2 separate regions of the Pan troglodytes genome follow, and region 1 is linked to region 2. A link is a contact called in public Hi-C data. All regions are on one chromosome and are shown on one strand. Each heading gives the region's core, a stretch centred on a gene start, on an enhancer-like site or on the middle of the called end of the contact. The rest is flanking DNA. Distances are from core to core; before and after follow the strand shown. Region 1 overlaps LOC134810458. Region 2 overlaps SRRM3 (serine/arginine repetitive matrix 3).

Region 1 (3,914 bases), core at 238-2,737, 200 kb after region 2:
GTTTCACTATGTTAGCCAGGATGGTCTTGATCTCCTGACCTCGTGATCCACCCACCTCAGCCTCCCAAACTGCTGGGATTACAGGTGTGAGCCACCGCGTCCGGCAGGAAATGTTATAACTTGTCTATGTCTTTTCATAAACAACTTCCTCTTTTTCTTTATTCTCCATTAGTTTTACCTATTTAGCAGTGTTTTAAGTTGTTAGCCAATCAGGTTCAGTTTAAATTGTAATTTCTAGCTCCAGTCAATGGAGACAACACACAGCAGCAAGGACAAGCTGCATAAAGGATAAAAATTGCTTCCCTCTTTTCTCCAGAAAGTAAAATTACCTTACTGAGAAAACTTCTTTGTCTAAATGCTGATTTTTCCTTGCAGTACTGGGGAAGAAGCATTTTGTTTCTGAATAAACATTTTACTCATAACACAGAGGTTGCAGTGAGCCGAGAGCTTGCCACTGCGCTCCAGCCTGGGCGACAAAGCGAGACTCCGTCTCAACAAAACAAAAAACAAAGACTGGTTCTTGGCTTCTCGTGGCAAAGGCCTTGGCCACATCATTTTGGTCCTTAACACCATACATGCAGCCACTGGTCTTTTTTTCCTCACAGAGGAGGACAGAAGTTCTGTGTGAGGAGGTGGCCAGAAGGATGGGAGGACGGATAATTGGAGCTTGGAAGTAGAGGTGTGGTGAGTTTCATCCACACTGACAACTTCCTGATGGAGTTCTGGGTGGCAGAAGTGGGGCTGGGAGATGCTGTTTCTCCTCCATGTCCCTATCATCCCCGCTCCTACTCACCGCCATCCCATCTCTGGTCTTTAGCATCCGAGTGGTCCCTGCCTTCACGTCACTCCTAGTTCGTGTGCACCTGCAGCTCAGGCATTGCTGGGAAGCTGACTAGAAAATGCAGAATCTGGGCCGGGTACGGTGGCTCACGCCTGTAATCCCAGCACATTGGGAGGGCAAGGCGGGCAGATTACTTGAGGTTAGGAGTTTGAGACCAGCTTGACCAACATGGAGAAACCCCATCTACTAAAAATACAAAAATTATCTGGCTGTGGTAGTGGCGTGCATGTAGTCCCATCTACTCGGGAGGCTGAGGCAGAATTGCTTGAACCTGGGCCAGAGAGGTTGCAGTGAGCCGAGATCACACCACTGCACTCCAGCTTGGGCGACAGAGCAAGACTCCGTCTCAAAATAAAATAAAAATTTTAATTAAAAAAATCAGAATCTGGGCCCAGCAGCAGGCTCCAGGGACCCCCCCCGCCAACCCGCCCTTGGTGGAGTGTGAGCAGCCTTGGCCACCATGTCACCATCCTGCTCAGCTCCTGGGACGCCCTGTTCCTGCCATCCACAAGCTCTTCAGCCTGTCTGCTCCGGCAGCTGCCTATGACGCCCATCCCACCCTCCCTGCTGGTTGAAATCCTGCCCAGCCTGCAGAGCCAGAGCGTATGCCATCTCCTCCCCCTCCTTTTCCCTCCTCCTAGAGATCTTGATAGGGGAAGTCCTCCTTGATGCTCTGCCAAGACATGAAGTAACCTTGCCCTCCTCTGGAGTCCCACGGTACTTCCTCTGCGTTTGTCTTGTGGATTCTCAGTACCTGACTCGTCTTTAGCCCTGGAAGGCAGGAGCTAGAGGGTGAATAGCCCAGGGACAGCCAGTATCTCCAGGCCCCTTCATCATCATCTGAAAGAATCTAGGATATTCTACATTCCAGGTCCTCCCTTTAGGATGCTAGAGCTGAATTTCTGAGATGGAACCAGAAATGGGCTTCTTTTTTTTTTTTTTTTTTTGGGACAGGTCTCTCTCTGTCTCCCAGGCTGGAGTGTAGTGGCACAGTCACAGCTCACAGCAACCTCAAGCTCCTGGGCTCAAGCAGTCCTCCCACCTTAGTGGGAGTATCCTGAGTGAACTCTCTGGGAGGTTCTTAAGGGGTAGCCCCTGGTTTATGGAGAGAGGTAGTGACCACCCTCAACCAAGACACAGCCTGACTTAGCTTGAGTCCCAGGTCCTGTCAGGGTTGTTGCAAGGATCCCATAAAATGGCAAATGCACCCCAAATACAGCCAGCATAGTGCTCTGCATATAGAACCACCAGGAGGAAACAATGCTAAAGTACCACGCTCAGAGTTCTGCTCTCTACAGCAGTGAAAAACGAAAACACCGAGTTATCCACCCTCAAGGTTATCCAGCTGTGAAAAGAATGGCAGGGCACAGTGGCTCATGCCTGTAATCCCAACACTTTGGGAGGCTGAGGTGGGAGGATTGATTGAGGCCAGGAGGACCAGCCTGGGCAACAGAGCAAGTCCTCCCACCCTGATCTCTTTTTTTTTTTTTGAGACAGAGTCTGGCTCTGTCGCCCAGGCTGGAGTGCAGTGGTACAATCTCGGCTCACTGCAAGCTTCGCCTCCCAGGTTCATGCCATTCTCCTGCCTCAGCCTCCCGAGGAGGTGGGACTATAGGCACCCGCCACCACGCCCGGCTAATTTTTTGTATTTTTAGTAGAGAAGGGGTTTCACCGTGTTAGCCAGGATGGTCTCGATCTCCTGACCTCGTGATCTGCCTGCCTCGGCCTCCCAAAGTGCTGGGATTACAGGCGTGAGCCACCGCGCCTGGCCACCCCCACCCTGGTCTCTACAAAAAATTATAAAATTAGCCGGGCATGGTGGCAGGCACCCATAGTCCCAGCTACTGGGGAGGCTGAGGTGGGAGGATCGCTTGAGCCCAGGGGTTGGAGGCTGCAGTGAGCCATGATCACACCACTGCACTCCAGCCTGTGCGACAGAGACCTTGTCTCTAAAGAAAAATTTAGAAAAGTGACAAGGGCAAATACACACAGTGAAAGAAGTGGGGGGCAGCTCATCTCCATAAATGGCCACCAGAGTCAGGTCTCCCGCAGCCACACCCTTGTGTGGTTCCTGCCCATGTCATTGGGGGCCTTGTAACTTACTCTAGAGAATGCAGCGCAAGCGAAGCTGGGCCAGTTCTCAGCCCAAGCCTTAGAGCCTGGCAACTTCTGCTTTTGCTTGTGGGAACTGAGTCATTCAACAAACATATGGACCTTGCTGTAGACGCGTTGCGAAGAATGAGAGGCCCAAGACCTCGGGGAAAAGGCCAGCTGTCCGGACATCTCCCAAACACCAGCCTCGCGTGCTCCAGTCCAGCCAAGCCTCCAGTGACTGCAGTGGGAGCTGTGGGCATGTAACCACCCAGCTGAGTCCTGTCAACCCCCAGCGTCGGGAGACAGGAACAGAAATAGCCTAAAAGCCACCAGAGTGGAGAGGGCTGGGATTGTTACAGTAGCAGATAACCTGCAGAGCAGGCTTCATTCTCTCAACCTATGAAATATGCAAGAGAGGACAAGTATTACCAGTAGTTCCTTTCCCACTTTATTTTTTAGCTGCTTTTTGGGTTTTATACAATGAACATGTATTAATTGTAGAAGAAAACGATGTCATCCTTTATGATAAAATCCATTTCCATTTTAGCTTTTTTAAAAAAACAAAAAGCTATTGTGGACAGATGAACATCCAAGTACTGGGCACACCTCCAGCCCTCCCTCTTCCACTGAAGGCCGTTGCCTGTTGCTAGAAAGTTCTTTCCCAGGTATGCAGCTTTCAGTTTCCACTTCAGAGGCCACAGTGTCTGGGGAACGGACTGCCCCCAATACTAAAGGGAGTCAAATCTCTTTAATTCCCCACTCCTCAATACAACAAGAAGTCCCTTCTTTAGGCCACTGATGGAAACCTGGAACCCCCTTTTGATGGCAGCATGGCGTCCTAGGCCTTGACACAGCGGCTGGGGTTTGGGCTGTCCCAAACCGCACACCCCAACCCTGGTCTACCCACAGTTCTGGCTATGGGCTGTCTCTGCCACTGAACATCAGGGTTCGGTCAGAAGATGAAATCCCAAGGGGGACA
Region 2 (4,048 bases), core at 1,358-3,857:
TCTGATGCCACCTCTGGAATGTGACTGCCCCACAACTTCCTTCCGAGCTCTCCTCTCCTCTCCTTTCCCTTTTCCCTTCTTTTCTTTCTTTCTTTCTTTATTTTTTTTGAGACGGAGTCTTGCTCTGTCGCCCAGACTGGAGTGCAGTGGTGCGATCTCAGCTCCCTGTAATTTCCTCCTCCCAGTATCAAGCGATTCTCCTACCTCAGCCTCCCAAGTAGCTGGGATTACAGGCACCCGCCACCATGCCCAGATAATTTTTGTATTTTCAGTAGAGACTGACTATGTTGGCCAAGCTGGTCTCAAAGTCCTGACTTCAAATGATCCAGCCACCTCGGCCTCCCAAAGTGCTGGGATTACAGGCATGAGCCACCACACCCAGACTTTTTTTTTTTTTTTTTTCTGAGACAGAATCTCGCTGTGTCACCCAGGCTGGAGTGCTGTGCACTCCACTGCAATCTCTTGGCTCACTGCAACCTCCACCACCCGGGTTCAAGTGATTCTCCTGCCTCAGCCTCCCGAGTAGCTGGGATTACAGGCGCTTGCCACCACACCCAGCTAATTTTCGTATTTTTAGTAGAGACAGGATTTCACCATGTTGACCAGGCTGGTCTCAAACTCCTGGCCTCAAGCGATCCACCTGCCTCAGCCTCCCACAGTGCTAGGATTATAGGTTGAGCCACCGTGCCTGGCTCAGGCTGTTTTCTGCTTTCTCAGCAACCCTCTTCTCCTGCACCACTCTGCCTCCACCTGGACTCCTGCCTTTCACTTCCTCTCCCCTCCCCCAGTCCACCCTGAACAAGCCACTGCCCTGCTCAGAGCTCCCCCACACTAACCCCCAGGCCTCCTGGGTGGAGGATGGCTCCATAACTTGGCAGTCAAACCTGTTGGGAGGCTAGCACCTGTCCCTGAGAAACTACCTCTAGCCACAGCTCCCCGACCCTGCCTCCTATCCATGGAGCCCTCCCAGCTCACAGAGGTCCTCCTGCCTCGTGAGCTATTTCCCTGCAAATTCAGGGTCTCGGTGTTTCTGCTTGTCTAACCGGCAACTCCACAGACAGACACACCCCTTGGGCACTGGACCTGCCATGTTGTCTAGAAATTCTTGGGGTCACCATGTCACGGCTGATGCATGGGGCAGGCAAGGGTTGCAAACAGTTGGTTTTCATGCTCCTTCTCCACTGCTCTGTCCCCGCAGCCTGGCTCTGGGAAGGAACCCTGGAGCTGAAGGATGGAGCCCTGTGGGACCCTCAAAACCCCATCCCATCATTGCGTCCTTTGGGCTTTGGTTCCTTAAGGGACCACTGACCATATCCTCTGCAAAGCGCCGCTCACCTGTGCCGTCTCTTCCTCCGGGACCCAGAATCAGACCTGTAGGGCGATAAAGGAGTTCTCTTGAGCCTGCCTGGGGTGGCCCAGGGGAGACCTATGGAGGGCCACAGCCCTGGCCCTGGGCCCCACGGGAGGAAGAGGAGGCCCCAGGGTGGGGGCAGCAAGGGTACCTGTCTCGGCGATGCTTCTTCACACTCTTCTTCTTCTTGCGGAGGGGTGAGGAGCTCCCACAGCTGTGGACACAGGGAGGTGGGCTCTAGTGAGCTGGGGTGGGGGGTGGGGGGCTGGAAATGGCTGGAGAGACCTGGGTGCTTGGGACATTGAAGCTGGAAAGGGAATTCCAGGCCAGGAAGCCCAAGGTCCCTTGTACAGAGTGACCCGAGGCCCCAAGGGTCGCCAAGGTCCCTCAGGGTAGTTGATGGCGCTGCCTATGTTGTCCCCAAGTCACCCTTCCAGCCCCCTGGCATTGTGGGCAACGATAGTTTCAAACCCAGACGTCAGAGGCTCCAACGGTGGGATTCATGGCCTCTGTAGGGGCAAAACTTGCACCTTGGCAGTGTCCAGGTGCAGGCCCTGAGGGTCCAGGCCTCCGGCCTCTGGGGGATGGCCTTGGAACCTCTCCCACCCACAGACATCCCCCGCCCTGGCCCCAGCCAGCTCTGTCCCCACTGACCTGCATTCGGACTCCAGTCTCCTCTTTTTGCTGAGGGCAGATGCCAGGAAGAAAGGACAGACGGATGGATGGGGTTAGTTGGGGCCCCAGACACTTGCCAGGGTCTCACGCAGGACAGGGGAGGGTGGACAGAGAGATTCGGGGATGGCAGATGAGGCCCCTCCTCCCCAGGGCCACTCGCACTAGTGTTGGTGGGCACGGGACCCCTGGGAGGGCAGAGGGGGACTGGGAGCAGGTGCTGGTAACACACGGGCCCGGTCAGTGAGTCTGGCTCTGGGGGATTCAGTGAGAGGCAGGTGCTAGAGAAGGGCTCAGTGAGGGGCGGATCCCAGATAAGGGGAGGGGCTCCATGAGGGGTGGGGCCTAGTGGGGAGAGGACCTCGATGAGGGGCGGGTCCTAGAGAAGGGGAGGGGCTCGGTGAGGGGCGGGCCCCAGAGAAGGGGAGGGGCTCCTTGGGGGCGGAACCTAGCGAAGGGGAGGGGCTTGTCGAGGGGCGGGCCCTAGCGAGGGGAGGAGCTTGAGGCCTGGGGTGGGTTCAGTTATCCGGAGGGCACCTAGTCGGGGGACGGCACGGGGAGGCCGAGGGAGGGGCTCAGAGAGGGGCGGGGCTCACAAATGCTGCATGGTTGTGAGCCAGGGACGGGCATCCGGGGAGAGACCCCACCTCCTCCTCCCTTCCCGCTCCGGTCAGGCGCGGTTCTCACCGGCTTCTCCGGTGGCCGCCTTTCTTTTTCTTCTTTTTCTTGGGAGGGGGCGATGCCGAGCTGCTAGACCAATGCTTGGTCCTGGGGGAGAAGAGGCGGGGGTGGGGGCGGTGAGGGGGGGCAGCCCCGCGCGCCCCCCACCCCTGCCGCGGCGGCCGCTGACCTGTACCCGCGGTGGCCGCGGTAGCAGGCGGCCGGGCAGTCACAGTCCACTGGGCCGTCGTCATCGTCAAAGGGCGCGTACTCCAGGCCAGGCTCAGCGCCCTCGGTCAGCCGCGGGGTCTCCGCCACACTGCCGGCGACAGGGACGCTCACCACCAGTCTCGGGACGGCTTTTCTCCACCCCGTTTCTCGGCGCAGGGGGCCTGACCTAGCCCCGCAAGTCTGCGGGCTGCTACCCGGCTGGGGGAGGGGCGAGGGTTACCTGCGGCCCCTGGCCTTACAGGGCTAGGCAGAGATTTGGGGAACCCAACGGGGCACATCCCCTACAGGTCCCCGACCTCACGGTACAATCTTTTGCAAAAAAGAAAGAAGATAACCGAGCCCCTTATTTAGCCCGCACCCCTTCTGAGTTCTCACCATCTCAGTAAGCCCCCTCCTCTTTTTTTTTTTTAATTTTGGAGATAGGGTCTTGCTCTGTTGCTCAGGCTGGGTTGCAGCGGTGGGATCATAGCTCACTGCAGCCTTGAACTTCTGGGCCCAAGCGATCCTTCCTCCTCAGCCTCTTGAGTAGCTGGGACTACAGGCGTGGACCCCCACCCTGGCTAATTTGAAAAATTTTGCAGAGACGGGGTCTCACTATGTTGCTCAGGCTGGTTTCGAACTCCTGGCCTCAAGCGATCCTCCCGTTTGATCTCTCAAATTGCTGGAATTCTAGGCATGAGCCACCCTGCAGTCGTGGGTGGGGTGTGTGTGTGGCTACTCCTTAGATGAGGCTCCTCTTCCTCACTGAATCCCCTCCATATCCTAGCCCCATTCATTGAAGCCCTCCCCCTCAGTGAACCCCCCATTTGATCCCTGTGCCCCTAACCCTACTGTCCTATTCTGGGAACCCCATCCCCACCCCTCCTTTCTCTCACTGAACCCTAATTTCTCTTTTCTTTCTTTTTTTTTTTTTTCAGTCTCACTCTGTTGTCCTGGCTGGAGTGCAGGGGCCCGATCTCGCCTCACTGCAACCTCTGCCTGCTGCAATCTCCTGCAATCTCACCTCACTGCAACCTCCGCTTCCTGGGTTCAAGTGATTCTCCTGCCTCAGCCTCCCGAGTAGCTGGAATTACAGGTGCCCGCTAATTTTTGTATTTTTAGTAGAGACGGGGTTTCTCCATGTTAGTCAGGCTG

Evidence for each region. A called contact is a pair of places that touch in the nucleus more often than the background predicts.
Region 1: a contact with region 2 is called in a Hi-C map of induced pluripotent stem cells, with 2.5 times the contacts expected there. The contact joins two enhancer-like sites. A contact is called at or near these places in 2 of 7 Hi-C or Micro-C datasets (induced pluripotent stem cells and stem cell-derived neural progenitor cells).

What each region holds. Positions count from the first base shown.
Region 1 is chr6:85,423,549-85,427,462 of NHGRI_mPanTro3-v2.0_pri, forward strand. All of the region lies in intron 15 of LOC134810458, which reads left to right. Among named protein-coding and RNA genes, the nearest start is that of STYXL1, 21 kb to the right of the region's middle. Within about 2 kb of position 1,488, at least 10 of the 24 cell types and tissues checked have an H3K27ac peak or open chromatin away from gene starts, as enhancers often do. A contact at or near this core is called in induced pluripotent stem cells, where this site is marked.
Region 2 is chr6:85,227,089-85,231,136 of NHGRI_mPanTro3-v2.0_pri, forward strand. It overlaps SRRM3 (serine/arginine repetitive matrix 3), which reads right to left. Exons shown (of 16, transcript XM_054655836.2): 4 at 2,874-3,002; 5 at 2,711-2,791; 6 at 2,006-2,035; 7 at 1,503-1,565; 8 at 1,336-1,371. Among named protein-coding and RNA genes, the nearest start is that of HSPB1, 42 kb to the left of the region's middle. Within about 2 kb of position 2,608, at least 10 of the 24 cell types and tissues checked have an H3K27ac peak or open chromatin away from gene starts, as enhancers often do. A contact at or near this core is called in induced pluripotent stem cells, where this site is marked.